2 separate regions of the Sus scrofa genome follow, and region 1 is linked to region 2. The links are chromatin contacts, called in public HiChIP or PLAC-seq maps. All regions are on one chromosome and are shown on one strand. Each heading gives the region's core, a stretch centred on a gene start, on an enhancer-like site or on the middle of the called end of the contact. The rest is flanking DNA. Distances are from core to core; before and after follow the strand shown. Region 1 overlaps ZZEF1 (zinc finger ZZ-type and EF-hand domain-containing protein 1). Region 2 holds the start of P2RX1 (P2X purinoceptor 1).

The links. HiChIP or PLAC-seq counts read pairs in DNA pulled down with a chosen protein or histone mark.
Region 1: a contact with region 2 is called in an H3K27ac HiChIP or PLAC-seq map of alveolar macrophages. The contact joins the enhancer-like site here to the promoter of P2RX1 in region 2. A contact is called at or near these places in 1 of 5 promoter capture datasets (liver), 13 of 47 Hi-C or Micro-C datasets (alveolar macrophages, blood, embryonic fibroblasts and 7 more) and 1 of 2 datasets of contacts at active chromatin or transcription factors (alveolar macrophages).

What each region holds. Positions count from the first base shown.
Region 1 is chr12:50,036,099-50,042,403 of Sscrofa11.1, reverse strand. ZZEF1 (zinc finger ZZ-type and EF-hand domain-containing protein 1) reads left to right here. Exons shown (of 56, transcript XM_021067699.1): 56 at 1-914. Among named protein-coding and RNA genes, the nearest start is that of ATP2A3, 25 kb to the right of the region's middle. Within about 2 kb of position 2,048, at least 32 of the 83 cell types and tissues checked have an H3K27ac peak or open chromatin away from gene starts, as enhancers often do. A contact at or near this core is called in alveolar macrophages, embryonic fibroblasts, epiblast stem cells and 4 more, where this site is marked.
Region 2 is chr12:49,970,699-49,976,480 of Sscrofa11.1, reverse strand. It overlaps P2RX1 (P2X purinoceptor 1), which reads left to right and starts at 1,692. Exons shown (of 11, transcript XM_021067691.1): 1 at 1,692-2,211. The coding sequence starts at 2,075.

The DNA of each region.
Region 1 (6,305 bases), core at 799-3,298, 66 kb before region 2:
GTTCTGCCCGCATCCCAGAGAAGGCCCCGCGCTCTGTGCCGCCAGGCGGGTCTCCCGTCGAGGAGGGAAGTCCCGGAGAAGAGCCGCGCTTGGGAGGAGAGGAGAGGTGTGCGCCGCGGCCGCAGGCTCGAGCTGGGCTGCCGGCAGGTACATGCGCGGAGCTGGGGCTCTGGCGGCTCCCCCTCGCCTCTCATACCTCAGACGGACAGCAGAGCAGGGACCCAGGGGCAGGACAGGGGTCACACCCCTCGTGGCAGCGGCCACCAGCGTTGCTCCCCATTCTTCCACCAGAGGATAAACTACGTAACCGCGGGATTCCTCGTGGCTTCTGCCTGTACACCGCCCTTGCTCTTCTGGTCTCTCTGGATTCAGTTTGCATAGAACAAGCCTCGGTTTTCCCTTCGTGCACAACTGCTGCTCTCGCCCGGCAGGGCCCCACCCAGCCCGGCACCCCGGCACCCCTGCACCCTGCCTGCCTCTGCTTCCAGCCACTGGGTGGCGCTGCCGAACCAGGCCCCGCTCCCCTGGTCCTCAGCCGGGGGCCAGCAGCTTCTGCAAGTGAATTCCGTCAAGACCATCATCCCTCTGATCCTTCTCAGGAGGTGGGACTGCCTGGAATGAGATGAAACTGGCAGGAATGAAGGTGTGGAAACATGTGCCTAATCTCTAAAGAAATCTGTTCCAAACCATGTATATTGTACAGACAGACGCTGTTCCTCATGAGGAGTGACTTATTTTCATCATCGTTTTTAATTTGTTTTCTTACGGGTTTTCGATTTTGAATTTTTCTTATTTGGTTGAAAGAAAGAATTTTGATTATATCAGCTGAGTGAGTTCAGCTTGTAAAAAGGATGTTAAGCTGTGGGTAAAATATGCAGATGAAGAGAAATATATTGTACAAATTCTATATAAAAGTACACGTGTGTGTGGGCTCTTTCCCCCTCCTCCTCGTTCCCCTCTTTCTGTGTCTCTTGTGAAGAAGATACTTGGAGTTTCTCCCAAACCCAAACTGATGGAATTTCTAGAATCCCAAGGCCTGGGGGTAGAAAGGAATCCGAGGTTCTTAAGCTCCGATACCCCTCCCCACTGACTACAGTCCTGCGGGGACCCACCTCCCCTCGGGCTCGCGATCTGGGGGCTTAGGCTCATCGCCCGCTACCTCTGCACGGCTGCTCAGCACGCACAGGCGGTGCTCCTCTCCAGCCCCACCCCGAACACCCTTCATCCCTCACAGGACACCCCAAGGAGGTGGGGACAGGTCTCCGCCTTACGCGGCTCTGCACCTGCTTCCGACTAAACACGGGGCTAATGTCCACGTGTCCTGTGGTCTTGTGCTTCTTCCTCCCTCACGTCTCCGGCTTTTTGCTTAATTGCTCTTTTCCCTCCTCAGCCACATTCCTGGTGCTAAAGGCTGTTTCTTTTGAATTAGAGAAGAGAGCCTGGTGGGAGCCGGACTTAACTAAGCTTCGAAACCCATCTGTTCCAGCCTGAAAGCGTCTGACACATCCTCCTAAAGCCCCCAGACTGCCTTCCAAGGAATCGGGGCCCAGGACCCAGGACCCAGCCTCAGCCCTCACTGTCCCTGAGGCCAGCAAGGAAACTGAATCAGCCTGAGGCTCAGCAGAACTGGGCGCTCCCATGGCCTGTGCAGCCACCAAGTCTCCCTCTAGGGCCCTTTTTCGCCTTCTCACAGCGTGGCCCGAGCACTCTGGGCCTTTTCTCCGAAGAAAAGTCCGTCTGGAGAGCCTGGCCGTGTAGTGCTCTGTCTGTCTGAGTCCTGTGCTGCTGCTTTCACCGGCTGCCTTTGTTTGGCTGGAAGGTTTGCCTGCTGAGATTAACCCACCCATAAACAATAGAAGGTCACAGAGGTCAAATGCAGGTTGAACGCGAGCCTTTTGCAATGTAAGGGAAACAGTTCAACTAGCCGAGCCTCCTCAATTGTGAAAGAACTAGAAGCTGTGAGAGGTCAGCTTGGAATCCCACAGGAAGTGGTGGCAGAGCCAGGCCAGCTCACTCCTGCCGCCCAGCCCCAAAGCTGTCACCACGGCAGCCCCGCCCTCATTCACTCAACAAACACTCACTGGACAGATCAGCAGTGTGCTATAAACCACTCGGTGAAAAACCGAGGCTCCCAGATAGAGGGCCCATCTAAACATGGCCCTGTGGGCCCTGTATGGTGGCCCCTGTCACTCACTGCCCTTTCCCACCCACTCCCCTTCCCTGCTAACAGAATCCAATTTTTTTGCAGGTGGTGACAAGAGATACTTTATTTATTTAGGCTTTTTGCCTTTTCTAGGGCTGCTCCTGTGGCATATGGAGGTTCCCAGGCTAGGGGTCCAATTGGAGCTGTAGCTGCCGGACTACATCACAGCCACAGCAACATGGGATACGAGCCACGTCTGCAACCTACACCACAGCTCACAGCAACGACAGATCCTTAACCCACTGAGCAAGGGCAAGGATCAAACCCGAAACCTCATGGTTCCTAGTCGGATTCGTTAACCACTGCGCCACGATGGGAACTCCAACAAGAGACACTTTAATCTCAAGAAAGGTAGGACCTTCCACCAGCTCCTGAGGAAAGTCCTAATTGGTTTAAATCCCTGTTGGTAATCTCATTTCTATTGCTGAATGCTCACTTTCTCAGCCCCTCCCACAGTCACAGTGCATGTGTGACCCAGTTCTGGCTAAAGAATTCAGCGGAAGCTGCTGGGAGGCTTTGGGGAAGGGATTTTTGTCCCAACCCCCTCCTGTTCCCTGTTCATCGACTGTGATGAGAGCATGCAATGCTTGGCTCTCCTGCAGCAATCTCGCTGCCACGGGGGAGAAACAGGAGGTGAAGAAGGAAGAGCCTGACCCCTTGATTACACTAGGCACTGAACGACCCCTAGAATCACCAAGCTCCAGATATGCATGTGTGCATGAGAGGGAGAGAGAGAGAGAGAGGGAGTCTGTGTGTGAGAATGTTACTGTTTGGTCTCTTACAGATGAAAGCAATTCTGACCCAAATTTATGCAACAATTTAGCTCCAGTAGTTTGAAAAAAAGTAGTTCTGTCTCATCAACATGAAAGGTATATGGAAAGGCAGATATGTAAAAATTCCTGAAATAAATAGCTCTCTGATGGTATCCAGTCAAGCCACCAAAGGCGTTAAGCTGCAGCCATTACCAAGTTATTCTTCTCCTTTCTAGGGAGTCTTGCAGATGCAGCTTTGCTCATGCTCAGTGAGGTTCCAGACGAACTTTGGAGGCACTGCCCTGGATTTGTTGGGATTTCTTCAGCTGCAAGTTAAACCCACTCCAAACTAGCTTAATTTAAAAGAGAACTTACTGACTTACAAAACTGAAAAGCCCAAGAGTTGCATCTGGCTCCAGGCAAAGCTAGATTCCAGGTCAGTGTGTCTGTCTGTCCCCACCCCCCACCCACAACCATCCGCCTCTCTCCCCTGCTCTGCTTCCCTCTTGGGCTTTCACTAAGGTGAATGTCAAGAACCAGGTGATGGTTCTCTTCTTTCCAACCTGACTGTGGACCACCGCTGACTCCCCAGTGGTAAGAGCCTCTCTCTGTCTCTTCATGTGAGGCTCCCCTAAGTTGTTAACTGATGTTTTCTAAGCTTGATTTAACTTCATGTTTACAAAGCTACTTGGGAGACCCATGCGTTTGCAGGTTATCAGTCCAGAACTGCTGAGCAACACAACATCCATGACAACTGGGCAGGAGATGTGAAAGGAGACCTCCGCACATGCTGAGGGTCATGTCAACACATCTCCTCCACCACTCAGCTCCCTGCCCGGCAGGGTGCCCCTCATCCATTAGAGAGTATAGACATTCCCCCTACAGAAGTGGAGAGAAACATCCAAAACCAAGTGATTTAAAAACAAAAAGGTCACGGGCGTTCCTATAGTAGCTCAGCAGTAACAGACCCAAACCACAATTACTATTTTGCAGTTAACGACAGTGAAAAAAATATAAAAATTGTGTTTGGGGAGTGGTCAAAATTTTATTCAAGGAAAATCATAACCATAAGTGAATTTTTATTAACATAAGGTAAAATTAAGTGAACTAAGTGTTCATGTCAAGAAGTTAGAAATCAAAAAGCAAAATAATCCTAGGCAAGCTAATAGGAATGAATGGAGATTAAAAATAAAATAATAGGTGTTTCCACTGTGGCTCAGCAATAACGAACCTGACTAGTATCCAGGAAGATGTGGGTTCAAACCCTGGCCTCACTCAGTGGGTTAAGGATCCAGCATTGCCATAAGATGCGGTGTAGGTTGTAGACATGGCTTGGATCCTGCTGACAACTGCAGCTCGGATTATACCCTTAGCCTGGGACCTTCCATATGCCACAGGGTATGGCCCTAAAAAGATAGATAGATAGAGTAATTAATTAATTAATTAATAGGTATTCCTTTGTGGCACAGAAGGTTAAGATCCAGCATTTTCACTCCAGTGGCTTGGGTTGCTGCTGTGGCTTAGGTTCAGTCCCTGGCCTGGGAACTTCCGCATGCTGCAGGCATGGCCAAAATAAATAAAAGAAAATAAATAAAGTAGTAGAAAAAATAAAATAGATAAATGTGAATCCTAAACATGTCAGTCACAAAGCTGATGGGTTTAGCAGCCTTCCTATAAACAGCCATCCCATTCCTGTCTCTGCTGAAGGAGGGGCTGCTTCTTAAACAAGGGAAGCCTCTGATAAGAAATTAGATGTAAAATTCAAATAGGTTGACAGAGATCGAAAACAAGGTATCGTATAAACAGCATCCACAAAAAAGTTGGAAAGTTAATACCAAACAAAATGGACTTTAAAATAGAAAATGCTACTGGTGATAAAGAAGAATTTGATAATGATAAAAGTATCAATCCATCGGGAAGATTTAACAGTTATAAATGTATATGCACCTTATTACAGAAAAACCAAAGTATTAAAACTGACAAAAATTAAGGGCGAAATAGACAATTCAATGATAATAGTTGGAGACTTTAAGACTCCATTTTCAATAATGGAAAGAAAAACTAGTCAGGTCAGCAAGGAAATCGAAGACTTGAACATAAACTAACTTGACCTAACAGACATCTAGAGGATAGCCCACCCAACAACAGCAAAATATACATTTTCTGAAGTGCACATGGAACATTCTCCAGAACAGACCATATGCTAGGCCATAAAACAAACCTCATTAAATTAAAAATGATAGAATTAATACCAAGTGTGTTCTCCTCCTACAATAAAATGAAGTTAGAAGAAAAAGTTGTTATTCTGTAGAAAGAAATTTGGGAAACTCACAAATACGTGAAAATTAAACAACACAGTCCTAAATAACTAATGGATCAAAGAAGAAACCAAAAGGAAAATTAAAAAATGAAATGAATAAAAATGAAGATACAAACGCCAAAGAGCAGCTAGAGCCATGTTTAGAAGACGTTTTAAGCTATAAATACCTACCTTAAAAGAAGAATGAGGAGTTTCTGTTGTGGCTCAGCAGTAACGAAACCAACTGGTATCCATGAGGATGCAGGTTCTATCCCTGGCCTCACTCAGTGTGTTAAGGATCTGATGTTGCCATGAGTTGCAGTGTAGTTCACAGACACAGCTTGGATCTGGTAATGTGTGCCTGTGGCATAGCTGGCAGCTATAGCTGCTCTGATTCGACCCCAGCCTGAGAACTTCCATATGCCGCTGTGTGCAGCCCTAAAAAGATTTTTTTAAAAAATGATCTTGGAGTTTTCTGGTGGCACAGTGGGTTAAGGGACCCAGTGTTGTCATTGATGTGGCTCAGGTCACTGCTATGGTGCCAGTTTGATCCCTAATACTGGAATTTCTGCACGATGTGGGTGTGGCCAAAAAAAAAAGAAGAATGACCTCAAATAAGTAACCTGATTTCCACCTTAAGAAAACAGTAAAATAAAAACCAGCTAAACCTAAAGAAGGCAGAATAAAGTTTGGAATGGAAATAAATAAGGAATAGAAAAACAGAAAAATCAAGTTCTGGGTCTTAGAAAAGATGAACAAAATTGAAAGACTTTAGCTGAATTGACCAAGAAAATAAAAAAGAATACTCAAATTGCTAGAATCAGAAATGAAAGAGGGCATATTACTAAAACCTTACCAAAACAAAATGGCTTATAAAGGAAGACTATGAACAATTATATGCTAATAAATTATATAACTTGGATGAAAGGAACAAATTCTATAAAGATACAAACTACCTTCAAGAAGAAATAGAAAATCAGGAGTTCCCTGGTGGCTCTAAAGCACTAGCATTGTCACTGCTGGAACACAGGTTTGATCCCTGGCCCAGGAA
Region 2 (5,782 bases), core at 443-2,942:
TGTGGCATAGGTCGCAGACCTGACTCAGATCCCGTGTTGCTGTGACTGTGGTGTAGGCCAGTGGCTACAGCTCTGATTCGACTCCTAGCCTGGGAACCTCCATATGTCGCAGGTACGGCCCTAAAAAGCAAACAAACAAAAGAAAATGATGGCCTGACTTCCTTCCCTCCTCCCTCCCTCCCCCACCTCCTTCCTCACCTCCCTCCCTCCTTTCCCCCTCACTTAGTCCCTGCTACCCCCCTGAGGAGGGTAGCCGAGTGGGACACAGAGATGGTGTCAGCCTCCACCCCACCCCCATGCCCCCACTGCAAGCGGTTCATGTCCAGGGTCTGCTCTGCCAAGGGCCACGAGGTCAGCGACAAAGGGGACACCTTTTTGTCTGGGGTCAAGACCAGGCCAAGGGGATGTGGTCACTGTGGCTCTGGCTCCCAGCATCTCTGGATTTTCCTTAGAAAATCCCAGGATGTGTACTTACCAGCCCCTCTTAAAGGAAGTATCGTCGGACTGACAGCTGAGCCTGAGGTTGCTGGGAACTCCGTGCTGGGTGAGGCTGACCTGTGCGACGGGGGGACTGGCCTGGGGTGCTGGCAGGGGCCCTAGGCCTGCCATCCGTGGAAGCCCCTCACTGTCCAGAAAGCAGCTCTATTCAGACCTGAGGCTGGGATTCCCAGCCCGGGGCCTGGCTCCCCGCCCAAAGCCATTTCCCAGCTAAAGGGCTGCCAGAAAGAAGACTCCCGTCGGGGCGGAGCGGGGCGGGGGTGGGGGGAGCCCCGAGGACACCCAGCCTGGGTTGAGGGAGGGCCAAGGAGATCTTCCTGCTTCAAGCTGAGGCCTCCTCTACCAAACGGCGTGAGCTTGGGCAATTCACTTCTCTCTGAGCTCCAGTTTCTTCATCTGTGAAATGAGGAGGAGGCTGGGGGAGGCCTCCAGCCCCAGCCCAGGCCCCCGAGTCCCTGCGCTGAGGGCCGGGGCTGCAGAGGAGCTGCACCCTGAGCGTGAGAGTGGCCTCGGCTGCTCTGTCCTCAGTGTCGTCCGGACCTGTCCCCTGGGATTGCTACCCGTGAGGAAAGTCCCTTGTGGTCCCCGTTTCCCAGATAAGGAAGCAGGCTCAGAGCGGGGCACGTGCCCAGGCTCCCCCAGCAGCAGCAGAGCCAGAGCTGCTCACCCAGGCCGGGCTTTCCTGGCTGGTCTCCAGATCCTGATGGCCACATGTGGAACAGATGTGGCCCTGGCCTCGTCTGCGTACCTGGCCCTGTGTGCCGGTTCTGGGGTTAAGGAGGTGTGGCTGCCCTGGAAGTAGGGGGTGGAAAAGCCAGCCCGACCCCGCAGCCGATGGGGCAGAGGCCAGGCTCAGCCCCAGAGGAACGGGTGGATGGCACAGTCTCTGAGGTCAGGGTGGGGGTCCTGCGGCGGGTTCAGGAGGCCTCAGGCCCCTGGACTGGAAGCAGCCCTCCTTTCTCTTTGCCTCCAGGCGTCAGACCCCCAGGGACTGAGGTGTCCACTTGGGGGTGGGGGAAGGATGTTTGAATCTTGGATGGGTCCCTGTGTGGGGGAGGGCTCCAGCCTGAGGCCACTCCACCCAGGCCCTGGCCTGAGCCCCCAGCTCTGTCCTACCAGGTTCGTGGGGGGCTGATGGCTTTATCTTTGCCTCATGACGGGTGGCCCATGGTTTCCTGCCAACAGCTCCTGTTTCCGGAGGCCCAGCAGGGCCCAGGCGGAGCCAGGAGGGGCAGTGGGGCCGGGCCTGGGTGGCCCCCCCGGTCCCGCCCCCATCTATCTTTGGGAATTTATTTGTCCACAGGCGCAGGCTGGCCCACAGTCTATTGCCTGCCGGGGGCCCAGAGCTGCTCCGACCACCCGGGGGCTCTCCCGCCCAACACAAGCCAATTGACCTCTGACTCCTGACCTCTGGCCCCACCTGCCCGGCCCTGCCCTTCTTAAGGGGCTGGGAAACCCCTAGACGTTGCGCTGTAGACGCAGGTGTTGTGCCCCAGCCCCCCGCCCTCCCCACCCCACCCCGGGAGCCGAGGCCGTGCCGGGGGCTCGGTCACCAGCCTGCAGCCTGGCGGCCACCATGGCACGGCGGCTCCAGGACGAGCTGGCCGCCTTCTTCTTCGAGTACGACACCCCCCGGATGGTGCTCGTGCGCAACAAGAAGGTGGGCGTCGTCTTCCGCCTGATCCAGCTCGTGGTTCTGGTCTACGTGGTTGGGTGAGTCTGGACCCCTTCCCTCTGCCCAGCATCCCCCACCCCCGCCCCTGGCCTGTGCTCCAGGCTCTGGGGCGCCTCCCATGACCCCAAGGAGCCCTGCTTTCTCCCCATCGGCGGTCAGCCGCCTGACAAACCACTCTGGTGTCCCTCAGAAGGAAGGGGAGCCCACTGACCCACTGCCCACTGGGGGCCGGCGTCGAGGGCCAGCCCCCGCCCTGGGGCGCACGGTGAACAAGAGGCAAAGCCTCTGGGTTCCAAGGAGCTGGCCGGCTGCTCACAACGGTTCCCGCAGGTGGCAGGACACTTGGAAGCCAGGCCCCCGCCCTTCTGCCTCTGACTTCCCCCGCCTCCCCGCCACTAAGAGGGGGAGGCTGCCCCCCGGTTTTCAGGCCAGAGCTGGAGAGACCCTGCTCCCACCGGCCCTGCCTGAGTCAGAGGCAGCCCGGGCTGCTCGAGACCCTGAGCAGAGAAACTTTCAAATTTGGCCCAGCTGCTGCCCTAATGGTGGCTTCCAGGCAGGGTTTGCAGGCTGGTTCTGGTCCCAGGGAAGACAGCTCCTTTCTGGACATCGAGGGGCCTGTCCCCCATCCCGGGGTGCAGGAATAGGAGTATGTGGGACTCCCCAGCGGGCTGGCCAGCTCAGCAGGTGCTTGTGTGAGCACACATGTGTGTGATGTGTAGCTGTGTGCGTGTCGTGCCCAGAGCTCTGTATGGGGGCCGGCTGCCCATCGGGTGTGGCGGCTGGGTGTGCCCTGGGGCTGAGGCTCCTAGAGGCCCAGGAGCCACGGAAGGGGGTTCGGCCCCTACTGGGGGGTCTGGGGCATCCAGCAGCCCTGGCCCTCTGGTCTTCATGTCCCCATTTTTGCTGTGAGGCCAAACCAGGGCGGGCTGACCAGGAGGCCGGACTGTGACCACGTAGGTCCCCAAGGCCTCTAGGTTCCAAAACAGCCTTCCTCTGCCTTAGTTGGCCCCCGAGGCCTCCGAGCTGGTCAGGTAGAGCCAGGGCCAGACCCCGGCTCACCTTTCAGCCCCTGTGTTCTTCCTATTCACAAACCAGCCTGACATCGGCAATGTCACTGAGCCTGTGAGGGGAACTGAGGCCCAGTTAGAACAGGGGCCTCTGCCTTCTCCTTTCCTACATCTCAAGGGTTCTTAGAATTTTCTGATGACAGCACTGGAGCTCCCATTGTGGCTCAGCGGGTTAAGAACCCGACTAGTAGGAGTTCCCGTCGTGGCGCAGTGGTTAACGAATCCGACTAGGAACCATGAGGTTGCGGGTTCGGTCCCTGCCCTTGCTCAGTGGGTTAACGATCCGGCGTTGCCGTGAGCTGTGGTGTAGGTTGCAGATGCGGCTCGGATCCCGCGTTGCTGTGGCTCTGGCGTAGGCCGGTGGCTACAGCTCCGATTCAACCCCTAGCCTGGGAACCTCCATATGCCGCGGGAGCGGCCCAAGAAATAGCAACAACAACAACAAAAAGACAAAAAAAAAAAAAAAAAAAAAAAAGAACCCGACTAGTAGCCATGAGGATGCAGGTTCGATCCCTGGCCTTGCTCAGTGGGTTAAGGATCCGGCATTGCCGTGAGCTGTGATGCAGGTCGCAGGCGCGGCTTGGCTCCCGCGTAGGCCGGCGGCTGTAGCTCCCATTGGACCCCTCGCCTGGGAACTTCCATATGCTCTGGGTGCCGCCCTGAAAAGAAAAACAAAAACCAAAAAAAGCTAATTGTGGCACCAATGCGTGTCCGCCATTCGCCACACCCCTGACGCGGCAGGGAAGAGAGGCTCCCAGCCCAGACCTAGCCCATCTCTCCCACAAGAGGCTGGGGGATGTTGTCCTCACTGCAGCCCCTAAGGTTCCCTATGACCCACTTTCAGGTCAGCGCTGGGAGCAGTGCCAGGCCCTTTTGTGTGTTGCTCAGACTGTCAGAGGGAAAGGGACAGTCCTCCCACCTCACCCCCAGCTGCAGCATATGCCCCGGGCTGCCATCCGGTCCTGAACACATACCTCCAGTGACGGGGACCTCACTACCTCCCTCCTTCCCTTCCTCCCTCCCAAGACAGTGCACTCGGTTTTCAAACAGATGTGTCAGTGAGACCCAGAGACACCGAGTGCCTTAGCCTGGATCTCACAGCTGGAAAGAGGCTGAACCAGGATTTGAATCCAGCTGTGTGAGACCAACATCAGCCTTGATATTTCGGAAAGGAAAACCCTCAGTGAGGTGCAGCGACCTGCCCAAGTCACAGAGCAGAGGGAGGAAGGCAGAGTTCCTCCAAATAGCCCCAAATCCCACATCAGAAGGGCTCTGAGAACTTTCTGATGACGGCACTGGAGCTCCTGTTGTGGCTCAGCGGGTTAAGAAGCCGACTAATAGCCACGAGGATGCAGGTTCGATCCCTGGCCTTGCTCAGTGTGTTAAGGATCCCAACGCCCCCCACCCCAAGCTCAGGCTCCCGCTGGGGCTGACTCCTGCTGTCTCTGGCGCCCTCGTCTGGCCACTGCCCACTGCTGCACTGACCGCTCAGCTAGGCGTCCACAGCTGCAGACCAAACCCAGCCTGAACTTGGACTTGCAATCTCAGGCCTTGGTTTCCCAGTTGTTCCATGGAGCAGGGGTGGGGGGACCCTCTAAAGACGTTGCTTACAGGCTCAGAAATGTGCTCTTTCCTAGGGAGGGAGGGCCTTTCATTAATTACCCCCCACCCCCGCTGTCTGACTCTGTGGTGTGGGCCCTGCAGGGGACAGAGGGGAGCATAGAGGAGCCAGACACCCCAACCCAGAGACAGGGGACAGTCCAGGTGGGGGATGGGCAGACAGAGACAGAACTGGATGAAGGAATAGACACTGAGCACAGAACTCAGATGAAGAGAGGCGCTGAGGCATAGAGATGGAGGAGTTACTGAGACAGACGGCAGAGAGGCTGAGATGCTAAGAACTCGAACAGACTGCGAGAAGGGAGGCAGGCTGTGCTCGCTATTGGTCACGCTTTTCTGGGGAGTCCAGGGCAAGTGCAGGGAGCAGGTGGCCCTGAGGCCCCAGTGGGCTGAGCTAAGACATCACTCTCTTTGGCTTGAATTAACATGGTAATTTGTAGTTAGAAGTGATGTCTTCTGGGAAGGGATGAGCTCTCTTTCCTGGAGGTGTGCAGGCAGTAGGCTGTCATCATGACCTAGCAGGTCCATACAAGCGGTGTGCTGGGACATGTCCCTGCCTGGGGGACTCTGCCTGGGGGAAGAGAGAGGTCTGGCTGCGGTGCCTGGGAGGATCCCAAGGGGATCTGTGAATGCTGCTTGGGGAGGAAAGCCTGGGAAGGCTTCCTGGCGGAGGTGACACAGTAGTGGAACCAGCCTTGAGCAAAGGCCTGAAGGCTGAAGTCCAGGCAGGGCTGCTATTGGCTCTCTCTCAGACTGCCCCCACAGAGCTCTTGAAATCACAGGCTTCTGATCCTGCAGCACACCAGGATAAGGAGACACAAATTACTGCTGGGAGAAACGCATCCACAGCATCTTCTCTCTGCCTAGTACTGGGTTGGGTTCCATGCGGCAGAGGTGGGGTACGGGGGAGGGGTATGAGCGA